2 separate regions of the Columba livia genome follow, and region 1 is linked to region 2. The links are chromatin contacts, called in public Hi-C maps. All regions are on one chromosome and are shown on one strand. The core of a region is the stretch at or near the end of the contact, and the rest is flanking DNA. Distances in the headings are between cores, read along the strand shown. Region 1 overlaps GARRE1 (granule associated Rac and RHOG effector 1). Region 2 holds the start of LOC102084381 (transcription initiation factor TFIID subunit 4).

Region 1 (5,670 bases), core at 2,011-4,510, 41 kb before region 2:
TGGCTCCTGCGTGTCTGGATGAGGAATGGGAACGCCTTGGGGGACGCGGCACCTCCCACCCTTTCCTTTCCAGGGGGTTTCAGTGTTGTGCACACCCAAGTCCTGCCTGATGAGATTTGGGGAGCGGCCCGAGGCACATTTGGACTCAGGAGTCTGGAAATCTCCTGGTGTCCGCCAGTCTAGACATAACTAGTTAGACCTGCTGGTAATTAAAAGCGCTGACATTCTTCAGGTTTATCATAACATTTGGAGAGTTGTCAGCATAAAACTTACTGACACATTCTCCCAAATGACAGTGCTGATATAAGAAATATTACTTGTGGTGAGTGTTTCCAGAGATTTTTTGCGTGAACCTCCGGTTCTGAAAGTAGCAGGTTTCTATTTTCAAAGTCACAGTAATAAGCAATAATACACATGCCCAGATACTTGTGAGCCTCATTCTCACTTGGATTTGTTACAATTTGAGAGGGTGTGAGGGTTGAGATTTTTCTTTATAAATTAAGCGCCACAATTTTTAGGAGACTCAAGTATGCTTGTATGTAGCCTCTTGCAATGATGAGAAATTGTAATTTGCCCCTTTAAAGCATTCTTTGGGTGGAGAGGAGAGAGGAAACACCTGTAAACCAAGAACAATAGATGTGTGATGCACAGGAAGCGATCCTCTAAGCACCCACCAGGCCGGGAGGGAGAATGTGTTTATTTTAAGTGTATTTTGTGTAAAACTCAGAAAAAGGAATAATGGGACAATATTACGTAGTCTTTGGCTTACTGCTTTTAGAAACTCAGCTGTCTGCATTAGTTCAGAATTGTGTGTAAATGTGTCATTTCAATGCCAGATTTTAGAAAGCACATGACATGACAGTCTCACTCTCTAGCCTGCCTTGCATGTGCCTTTTGAGAAGAAACTAATTAAGAGTGGAAAGCACAAGAAGATGTGACGTAGTTTGCTTGGTTATTTTAGGCTTCAGTTTTTTAACATAAGAAATAATTTGTTCAAGTGCCGTCTTTCAGGTTTTACTTCAGCGTATATATTAAGAATTGTATTTTCAGATTTGGGTCAGCTGAAGAAATCTTGATGTTTGAATAAAAGTAATATGTATTAAAGTAGTTGAATTCAGAGGATGAGTGGAAATAAAACTTTGAATTTGCCTCCTGCAAAGGCATGAAGAGAAGGTTGAACTGAGTCTCTAGCCATGTCTTTTGTGCTGGTAGATCTTCTGTAGCAGAAAGCACCACGCATTGCAGAAGCACTCAGTCTCCCAGAGCCTTTAAATCACAGCTGTCACAACTCTGACCTAATGTTGAGAAGTGTAAAACTTTTTTAAAAGGGAAAAAAGGAAGATGGGAGGTGGGGAAGAGCCTCCAAAAGCCCAGATGGTGAGCACTGCCATGCACCACGAGCAGAACCTGATCTAGCTCTGCACAAATCGGGATTTTCCCTCTGCCTTAGAGGTCAGAGATGCAGACAGTATTTTCTTGGGGGTTGAGAACAATCACTCCTGAGTTCACTTCTCCTTATCCCAATTATAATTGCAATATAGCTGAATTGCAGTTACCAAATTACATAAAATTAAAATCTTACAAATACAAGGGAACAAGTAATGGATTTGTCCTGATAATAAATGAGAGGTATTTTCATGAGAGGATAATAGCATGGCATTTTGTCACTGTGCTCAGACATGTCTTATAAGCTTGAATAAACTCAGGCAAATGCTAAGACTAAAGCCTTATGCTAAAATATTTAAAAGGTGGGAAATAATTGTGTTCTGGTGTTACTGGATGGTTTTGTTAAAGGGAGAAAGACTCTCAGCATTATTCTTATTTCGCATTTCTTCATAACCAGTAGCAGACAGCCAGTCAGAAGTAGAACCAGTGTAGGATGATTGAAAAAAAAGCCAGTAATCTCCCCTGAGGCTTATTCATACCCGAGGACTTTTGCCATTTGAAGGATAGATGGTACAGCTAATCTGCTAGTCACTGAAGCAGGAACTGCTGACTGCTGCCAAAAAGCTGCTGGTTCAGCATGACCAAAATAGGAAATTATGGAAATGATCAAAAAGGCCAACCCATGCAGACTGGACAACAACAGAAAGCACGAACCAAATATGGAACTTACTATCACTGGTATTAAATTTTGAATGAAGCTAAAGCGAATCCATCCCTCCTCAATTCCATAAAAAGAAAGGTTCATGATAGAAGGTTAATTTTTAAGACTTTAGTCTTCCCATATATCTTCATGGTGTCTTACAGAAGGCTCAGAATTCAACAAATTGAACAGTCGCTATTCTTCTCTTTATATAATAGGGAACGAATAATAGTACAGTTCCATTAGGTAGAATAGAGAAATGTTGTGTGGGATTTTATAACCTTAAAAGGAGGGGGGTGTGTATTAAGAATTGTGAGCTATGCGAAGAGTTTTAGACTAAATACTACTTAATTATATCATACCATGCACTGCAGTTAAATTATTTAAAACATTTGATAAATAGGTGTTTGGGAGCTAATAAAGTAGCAATAGTGCCAAACCTCTCAAATGTTAAGGGCTGTTATAAGAAGCCATTGATAACTACCAGCTGTTAGGTAAAGCAGTTGGTACCTACATAGCGATGCATAGCTCCAGTAAGTAGCTGAGAAGAATTAAGTCCTTGAAGTATAAGTCACTGTATCAAACTATTTATTTTTTTTTTAAGATATTAAAATAGAAATCAACTTTATAATAATTTTGTGAGTTCACTTGTTTTATCTGGTTATTTTTTGCACCTGCAGCTTGGCGGAGAGGTGGGACTCTTGCAATGTAACTACAGGACTGACAAAATAACTAGAACTAATACTTAAAATAATTTCCCTTTCATTTTCATTTTATTTGCTAGGTGGTTGTGGACACAGCACAGATTGAAAATAAAGAAGCCTATGCTCCTCAGATAAGTTTAGAAGGATCCAGAATTGTGGTGCAAGTTCCATCAACTTGGTAAATAAATACACTGTATTGGAGATTATACTAATAGTTATGACTGGAATATATAGGGGGAAAATATTGCAGTACAAATGAAAGAGAGAATCTGCACAATTATGGCATATCTTCCTTAAGTTCCGTGGTGTGGAACTGTTGGAATGCCATTGTTCCTGACAGGCGTACTTGGCTGTGTGTGTCCTGGTGCTGCCTCTGGTGGAGGCAATGCGGGACAGGCAGTGCTGCGCCACTAAAACCAACTTTAAAGAAAGAGTAAAAGCTTGACGACAAAAGAGAAGTTGTGTGGGGTTTGTTTTGAAATCCAACAGGATTTGTGTTGCTCCTCCCTGGCGGGTCCTCACAGCTGTTATCTCAGGAAGGCCAGGAATTAGATCGAGATTAGTACGAGAGCTGTTCTTTAGGCGCTGCCTTAAACTGCAGAACTCTGGTCTGAGATGCTATTCCTACCAGTTTAGTTGACTGCCTAGGGAAGAATGTTAGGATTAACCTGCACTTTTAGGTGAGGATTTCTTCCCTTTTGAAACAATGATGTGGAATTGGAACACTGCCTTTCTCCCTCACTTTGGACTACTCATTGCTACAAATTCCAGTACAACACAGCTCATTCATCTGATCCCTCAGTGAGATACCCTGTCACTAATGGTACCAGTGCTGTGTCCAGAAGTACGAGTCCACACATACAGTCTGCTTACCCCAATACAGCTTTCATTCCTCTACAGAGTGTGAACCAGCACTTCTCTGTTCCCTTTCCGTAAATTGCTCTATTATGAAAGAACTAAAGGAAGGCAGAGTGCTTTGAGCCAGGCTCTGTGTGCTCTGGAAGAGCTCCTCCTGCTGCCACGCCGCGACAGTGCCTCTTCACTCGCCGCTGCGGGATGGGCTCATTAAGTACTTAAATATGTGCTAATATTTAGGTTTCAGTTATTCTGCTTTCACCTCAAATTCAGCCCTGATTTTGCGCCATTAATGAGGAAAACTCACTAATCCTGCATCTTCACAGCTCAGTAAAATCTCCGCAGACTGCTGGATATGCTGAACCATTTTCCATGTGCAGTCTGTCAGGCTGGGGTCAGAGAAAACGCTGGTGTTTGTCGGGTTTGTTGAGGGCTCTTGCTGTTTTCCAGAAATGGGCTTCATGCATTTCCTATTTCATTTCTCTGTGCCTGTTTTATGCCTGCTCAGCTAAAGAGCTAATTGTTAATCATGATTTTAAAATACATTATATAAGTCCTAATTTTACAGTTTAGATAAGCTGTACATTCAACAGTAGAAAGAAACTGGGGCTGCAGGTGTAGTCTTTAGGAACCCTCAGGCATTTGTACATTGTACTGCCTTGATTAGTTGCACCTCTGTAGGAGCAGAAACAGTGCAGCAATTGGCCTTTTCTTATCTGACTAGTATGGTAAAATTGTTTAATGTAAAAAATATATATGTATATATTTTTTTAAGTTAAAATTCATAATTACAGGTGTCTGAAGGAAGATCCAGCAACAATGTCTTTGCTACAGAGGAGTCTGGATCCTGAGAAGACTTTGGGATTAGTAGATGTGCTCTATACCGCCGTGTTTGACATACACAGGTGGAAGGAAGGAAGGTACATCTCCTATTGAGCCTCATGCCCTACTTTCCTAGGTTAAACAAAGCCATCGTTGTTGAAAGGTCTGTATTGAGGAATTTGATAGTACCAGTTCCTCAGCAGGGGAAAACAGTAGGCAAACTGCGAACAAGAAATTGGTCATCTACATCGGTACCTTGTGGGGACATATAGAGATACAGCAGTCTTTTTAAAAACAAACCAGAAGCTTATCCAAGTGTACAAAAGTATTTGTTTCTCTCTTACAAAAATATTTGATGTATATTAAATTGGTCTCCATTTAGGTCTTGAAGCACAACTAAAATTTCTTATGGAACGGGAAGTAGTTAATGCTATTGCAAATACTAGTAATAATTTGCATTGTTACCATAAGAAGTAGCTGGTGAAGTTTGCAATCTTTGGTTCTGTTTTGTCTGCTACCTATTACCCAAATACACATTCTCCTCCGAAGTGCAGCCTCAGTTATGTATTATGTGGTTTGATATACGTGTTTTTGTTGATGCAGGGAGCAAGCTTTGCCTTGTATTCAGATCCAGTTACAGCGTGAAATCTCAGACTTTGGGAATCAAGTTGACATGCCATCTGGAAATGGAAGCAAATCTTCGGGTGGTCTGCAAAAAACGTTCTCAAAACTGACTTCAAGGTTTACAAAAAAAACTTCCTGTACCAGTACAAGTAATACTGGAAGTTATTCAATCCCCAATACACCTTCCAAAAATGTCTTCATAAGTTCCAACTCAGAGGAGAAAGCTAAAATGCCCACTAACATAGATGCACGGTTACAAAGCATTTTGAACATTGGCAGTTTTCCTAGGACCACAGATCCACTGCAGTCAATTCAGAGCACAAATAATCAGCTGGTGAATGGATTTCTAGTTGAAAGATGGGACAACTTCTTCAAACCAGATGATGGCAAGGACGACAAAGGTATGAATTTGCCAACTGACCAAGAAATGCAGGATGTTATAGATTTCTTGTCTGGTTTTAACATGGGCAAATCCCAGCAGACTTCTCCAATGGTGAAAAGAAGGAACTCTGTTGCATCCTCTACAGCAGCAGAACAAAAATCAGGAACAGTACAACAGCAGCCGCAGTCTGTGTCTCA
Region 2 (5,258 bases), core at 2,577-5,076:
ACGTTTTGGAGGAGGTTGCAGGGAAGATGGGGCCCCTGGCTGATGAAGGGAGAGGACACCATGGGGGGAGGGGGGGGAGGAAGGCAGGCAGGCTTGTGATACTGACATAGGAGGAGAGAGAACAACATCTGGCCAACATCTTCCTAAGTTTTCCCTCATCTGCCCCCCAAAATTGTAGTCAAAGACTCCCATGTATAGAATTAGAGTTTCACAGTTGTGTGGTGGAACAGGAAATAGAAATAGATGTTTCTTTGAGCTTGGGACACAGTATAGGAGCATTTCAGGAGAGAATTCAAGCAGAAAACTACCAGAGTTTGCTTTTAGGTGTTAACGCTTGCAAAGTTTCTGAAAGAGAGAAGTTGCCCAGAATGAATAAAAGAAAAAAAGCTAGGAATAGAAAACTATCCCCTTGACAAAAAATCTGAGGGTTAAATTTTAACCTTCTTGATGTCAAATTTTCCCAATCCTCTCCATCAAGTCCTGTCTGGGTAAGCACAGGCAATATTTACAATTATGATTCACTTCAAAACAAAAGCTCCTAGATTTCTGTAACCTGTATTTAAAAAAGAAATTCCTTTGCAACTGAAATACATGAAGCTAAATTTAGACACATTTCTACAACAGTTGTTGGTTACTTTAGCCATCTTTGTGCTCTCCAATTTGTGGAATTTATAATTTCTAGTTCATACTTAAAATCAGCAGTTGAAATAATATTTTTTTAGCATAAAGTGAGTTTCAATTATGAATGTAAGGAGTTCTGTAAATTCCTTTTAAATTATCTCAAAATCTTATCTCAGTTGGTAGGTACCATTTTAATGTTAGTTTTAAACTTAATTAGTTGTATATTTGAATGTACTGAAAGTGTGTTTTTCAAGGAAACCCATGACACATACTAGAAAAATAGTGCCCCTTTTTAAATGCTTTCACTTCTCTGGATGACAAAAAGATACTTGTCTGTGTGAACTGTTATTACTCCCTGCAGCTTAATATGGCAGTGGTGCTGCTATTATGTAGTGAGTTATTAATGAAAACCTTAGGCTGGAAGCAGGGAACAGGGCTTAACAGTGTTGATAACTGAATAACAACTCCGTAAGTTTTGTGGTGCATTTTTTTTCACAGCTGATTTTAAAGCCATGGTTGGAAGTTAGCTTTCCTAATAGACATTATCTATTTCAAACAAAACATAATTCAGGAATGATTCTACTTTAGAGATGAGATTATCACAGTGGTCTCTTAAGATTTTTTAAATTATTATTTTATACATATTTAACTCCAAAAAATGAAAGGGCAACAAATACATTCAGAGTCATGTTTTCTATGATGAAAAGCATGTAAATATTTGAAAAATATTTTTATAATAAAATAATTAATACAAACGTTCACAGAGATTCTGTACTCACTCCCTATGGGCACAAGCCCAAAGCCAGTTTCATCAGCAAGTTTATATACATTCTTATGTATGTCATCACTTCTTGGCTTGAAAGGAGTCCAATGTGAATCAGTATTCATCATGTTTTATTAAATAAAATATGCTATTACACTTCCTTATTCTGTGTGCTTATATGTATAAAATGGCTCAATTAAGAAGAGGTGAGTAGGAAGAAACATGAATTCATATTTTACAGTTTATCCACCCACAAATGTACTTTAAAACTGTAATTACAAGTATGTAATTTCTTACATTTTGAATCCTGTTGTATGTCATGACTTGCTGCTTTCTCTTTCTGGTGGGAAGATTACTTTTTATCTCCTAAAGTTACAAACCAGTAAATTTTTCCTCCCTGGGGGGTTTTATGGAGACACTCAGTTTAATGCCATAGTGTTAGAAAAATGTATCCTAAAACTTTTTTCATAGTCAGGACTAGTTGCAGAATATGTCTTTCCATTCTCTTGTTAAACTGTGTATGTAAATCAAGTCCAGGATCAGGGCAAATAAGGGAAGGAAACATGGAATCTTCTCTGATAATAAAATGTGGGACTCTTAATAAATCAATATTGGATAGACTCTGATATTTTCCAACCCAAATGAATATTCTTTACTTTTGTGCAATACAAAATTGAGTAATAGCCTGTTTTAATTAAGTTTCCAGGTAGAAACATTTGTTAAAAGTCCAAATGTAATTCAGCTCTAGCACTCTATAAAAGCAGTACTCATTTGCTATGCAAGTTTTTGATGTCTAGACCTCCTGCATACACTTAATACTGTTTTTCATAAGCATTGCTGTGCTTTCACATTCATCTAGTGCACAGCCTCCCCTTTATACATCCTAACCATGTGTTTGGTCCTTCAGTACTTTTACTGGCTGCTTTATTTAAGAAATATGCACTCGTTTTATTTCAGGAGACACCTTAATTAAAATGGTGCAACCTAATTTTAATGCATTTTAAAAGTGGTTTATTTTGATTCATCATAAACCTGCTCCTAAAGGTATAAACAGACAATTAGGAAAAAATACCTTGAATAAAAATGTAACCTACATTGAGAGAAAACGGATGGTAACAAACCAGTTATTAGCAATTTAGTCTTGTGACTTAAGCAAGTCATACAAGGTATGACTTAACAGATTGAGTCTGGGAATAGGAGAAAAGTTGTGTGCACTGTGAGCCCTTCACTTGTTTCCACCTGTGTGTTGTGCAATTGCGGGTGGATTATTCACAGGTGCAGCTTTTTCAGTTTTGTGGAAAACCCTGAAAATCACAACATGAAGAATGAGTCACCATTTCAGGCCACAGAGCAGCAGCTCAGATACATCCCAGTTCGCAGACATCCACGCTGCCGCAGGCCAGCACACATGATGGAACCCAAAGTGCCTTCTGCTGACAGCTTCACAAATCCGCGATGGTTACCTCTTGTGTGCCAGAACAGTATCAATGAACTGTGGGCACTGGTGATTCACAGGAGCAAAGTTATTTATACCAAAGGTTGCATCAATGAAACTGCCCTGTCATTAGTCAAAAAAGTGATGGGTTAGGACCACTGTCTTTCTCTTAAATGGCATTTCTCAATGTATGAGGCAAGCACTCATGGGAAAACAGCATGCAGGAGTGCAATGGCAGAAGTGTTAGTAACAAAAAAAACTAGCTCAAATTTCCTGTGGGGATGCAGAAGGCACACAGTATGCCAGCAGCTGCTGTGATGACACCACGAATCTTATTTTTGGTTTACAAGTGGCAGTGTCCACATGCTGCAACCGTTCTCGTCCAGGTAAAACAGCAGCTTTGGACATGAATGCCTAAAGCAGACACAGCAGTGCAAATGCAAGTGCAAGCACTCTGCGTGCAGCTTAGGATTTTCAACGGTGTCAACAGCACTGGAAGTCACCTCCTTCTGACGGAGTTGGTGTGTAAGGCAGCTGGGTGCTCCGTAACCGTGCAAAAATGGTACGGAGGGAAGGCGAAGAGCACAGCTGCAGCAGCTTCGCTACCGAAACACAACATGACCACAACAGCTGAGTTCCCACCGTGCCAGCTCGCAGCCGTCTGTCCCAGGCCCGCAGGCCTTCTCCGCGCCTCAGCCTGCCTGCCAGGAGCCAACGGCAGGGTCACACACCCCCTGCACCGCCAAGGCACCTGCCTGGACACGCTGTCGCCTCTCGGCTTCCCGAGGCGGCCGGGGAGCCGCCTGCCGCCCTCCACATAACCGTCCCTCGCCCAGCGCGGTCTGGCTGCCGGGCCGTTCCCGGACCTCTGGGTCTGAGCAGGCCGCGGAGAGCGCGAACGGGCCGGGGCGGCCCGACCGCCGGCCGCCGCGCTCTGCTCTGCCCCGCCCCCTGGCGGGGAGGAGGAAGCCGGCCCCTCCCAGAATGCCTCGCGCGCGCCAGAGGCCGGCGCGCCTGCGCGCTGCGCGGCCGGCTCCCAGCTCAGCGCAAGATGGCGGCGGGCGCCTCGGACCCCCTGGAAGAGATGCTGCTCTTCTCCGAGGAGGTGGACGAGAAGGCGGTCAGCGACCTGGTGGGCTCCTTGGAATCGCAGCTGGCCGGCGGCCGGGGCTCCGCCGAGGCGCCCCAGCCCAGGACCTCCGCCCCGTCCCAGCAGCAGCAGCCGCAGCAGCAGCAGCACCAGGGGAGCCTAGCGGGGGGCAGCAGCCCGGTCCGGCAGCAGCAAGGGCATCCCGCGCCCCCTCCTGCGCCCGGGGTAGAGGAGGCGGCGGGGTGCCCCGGAGCCGCGGAGAGCCGAGCCCCTGCCCAGGGGCCGCTCCCGTCCCCGTCCCCCCCGGCGGCAGCAGCGGCGGCAGCGGCGGCGGCAGGGAGGGGAGTGAGTGTAAACAGTAGTAGTGTGCAGCAATCACATGGACCGGCTCTCCTCAGCAGCGGCGGCAGCAGCCCCGCCGCCCCTGCCCCGCCGCAGCCCGCTGCCCCCCCGCCCGCCGGCGCCCCTGCCCAGCCTGTCAACAACCATGTGGCTGCCGGCGCCGCTGTCCGGGACGCGGGGAGCCCCAGCCCCGGCGGCAGCCCGCCCGCCGCTGACAGCGCACCGCCGCAGCGCGCCGAGGCCGCGGCGGGGAACGAGACCCCCGCGGGGGGCACCGGGCCGGCGGGAGCGGCGGAGGGCGCCGCCGCCGCCACGACCGCGCCGCTCCCCGGCGAGGCGGCGCCCAACGGGGAGGGCGCCGGGGGCCGGCCAGCGGCAGCCCCACCAGTCAGCAGCCACGGCAGAGCCGACGCCGCCACAGCACAGACCAAGCCCGCGCCCGGCCCGCTCCCCGCAGTAAACGCACTCAGTAACTCCGCCAGCCCCGCGCCCAACGCGGCCGCCCCGCCGGGACAGGGTTCGGTCGCCAACTGCGCCCCGGCGGCCCCCGGAGCCGCGCCCAAGACGGCGGTCACCGCCGCGGGCGTCGCCAAGGCGGGCGCTGCCCTCCCCGTCGCCCCCGCCGCCCCCCAGGCCCTGTCGCCCAGGCCGGCGATGGGCGCTGCCCCCCGGATCGTGGCCCCCCAGCTGATCGTGAGGCCGCCGCAGCAGCCCGCCATCCAGCAGACCACCATCCAGCTGCCCCCCGGCTTCACCATCCCGCCCGGTAAGTGCGAACACGACGGCCACAGGCTCGCCGCCCCTTCTAACCTCTGCTTTTTGGCTGAGGGATTGTTGTTTTTTCCCAAAGTTGTCGTCTTCCCGCTGCTCGACGTGCTGGAGACAAAAGCAGAGCCACCTGTGAGGGCGGCTTCTGACAAACCGGCTGCCGGTAATGAGGATGTAATTGGTGCGGGACGGGCGGTTGCTAATGCAAACTAATTATGACTGTTGGTTGATGAGTTACT

What was found. Hi-C and Micro-C count contacts between places; a contact is called where the count stands out from the background.
Region 1: a Hi-C map of liver shows a contact between it and region 2, with 1.8 times the contacts expected there. The contact joins the enhancer-like site here to the promoter of LOC102084381 in region 2. A contact is called at or near these places in 2 of 2 Hi-C or Micro-C datasets (crop and liver).

The regions. Positions count from the first base shown.
Region 1 is chr13:16,393,926-16,399,595 of bColLiv1.pat.W.v2, reverse strand. It overlaps GARRE1 (granule associated Rac and RHOG effector 1), which reads left to right. Exons shown (of 14, transcript XM_065028424.1): 8 at 2,871-2,968; 9 at 4,440-4,565; 10 at 5,071-5,670. Among named protein-coding and RNA genes, the nearest start is that of SS18L2, 16 kb to the right of the region's middle. Within about 2 kb of position 3,260, at least 1 of the 3 cell types and tissues checked has an H3K27ac peak away from gene starts, as active enhancers do.
Region 2 is chr13:16,354,271-16,359,528 of bColLiv1.pat.W.v2, reverse strand. It overlaps LOC102084381 (transcription initiation factor TFIID subunit 4), which reads left to right and starts at 3,826. Exons shown (of 15, transcript XM_065028441.1): 1 at 3,826-5,017. The coding sequence starts at 3,871.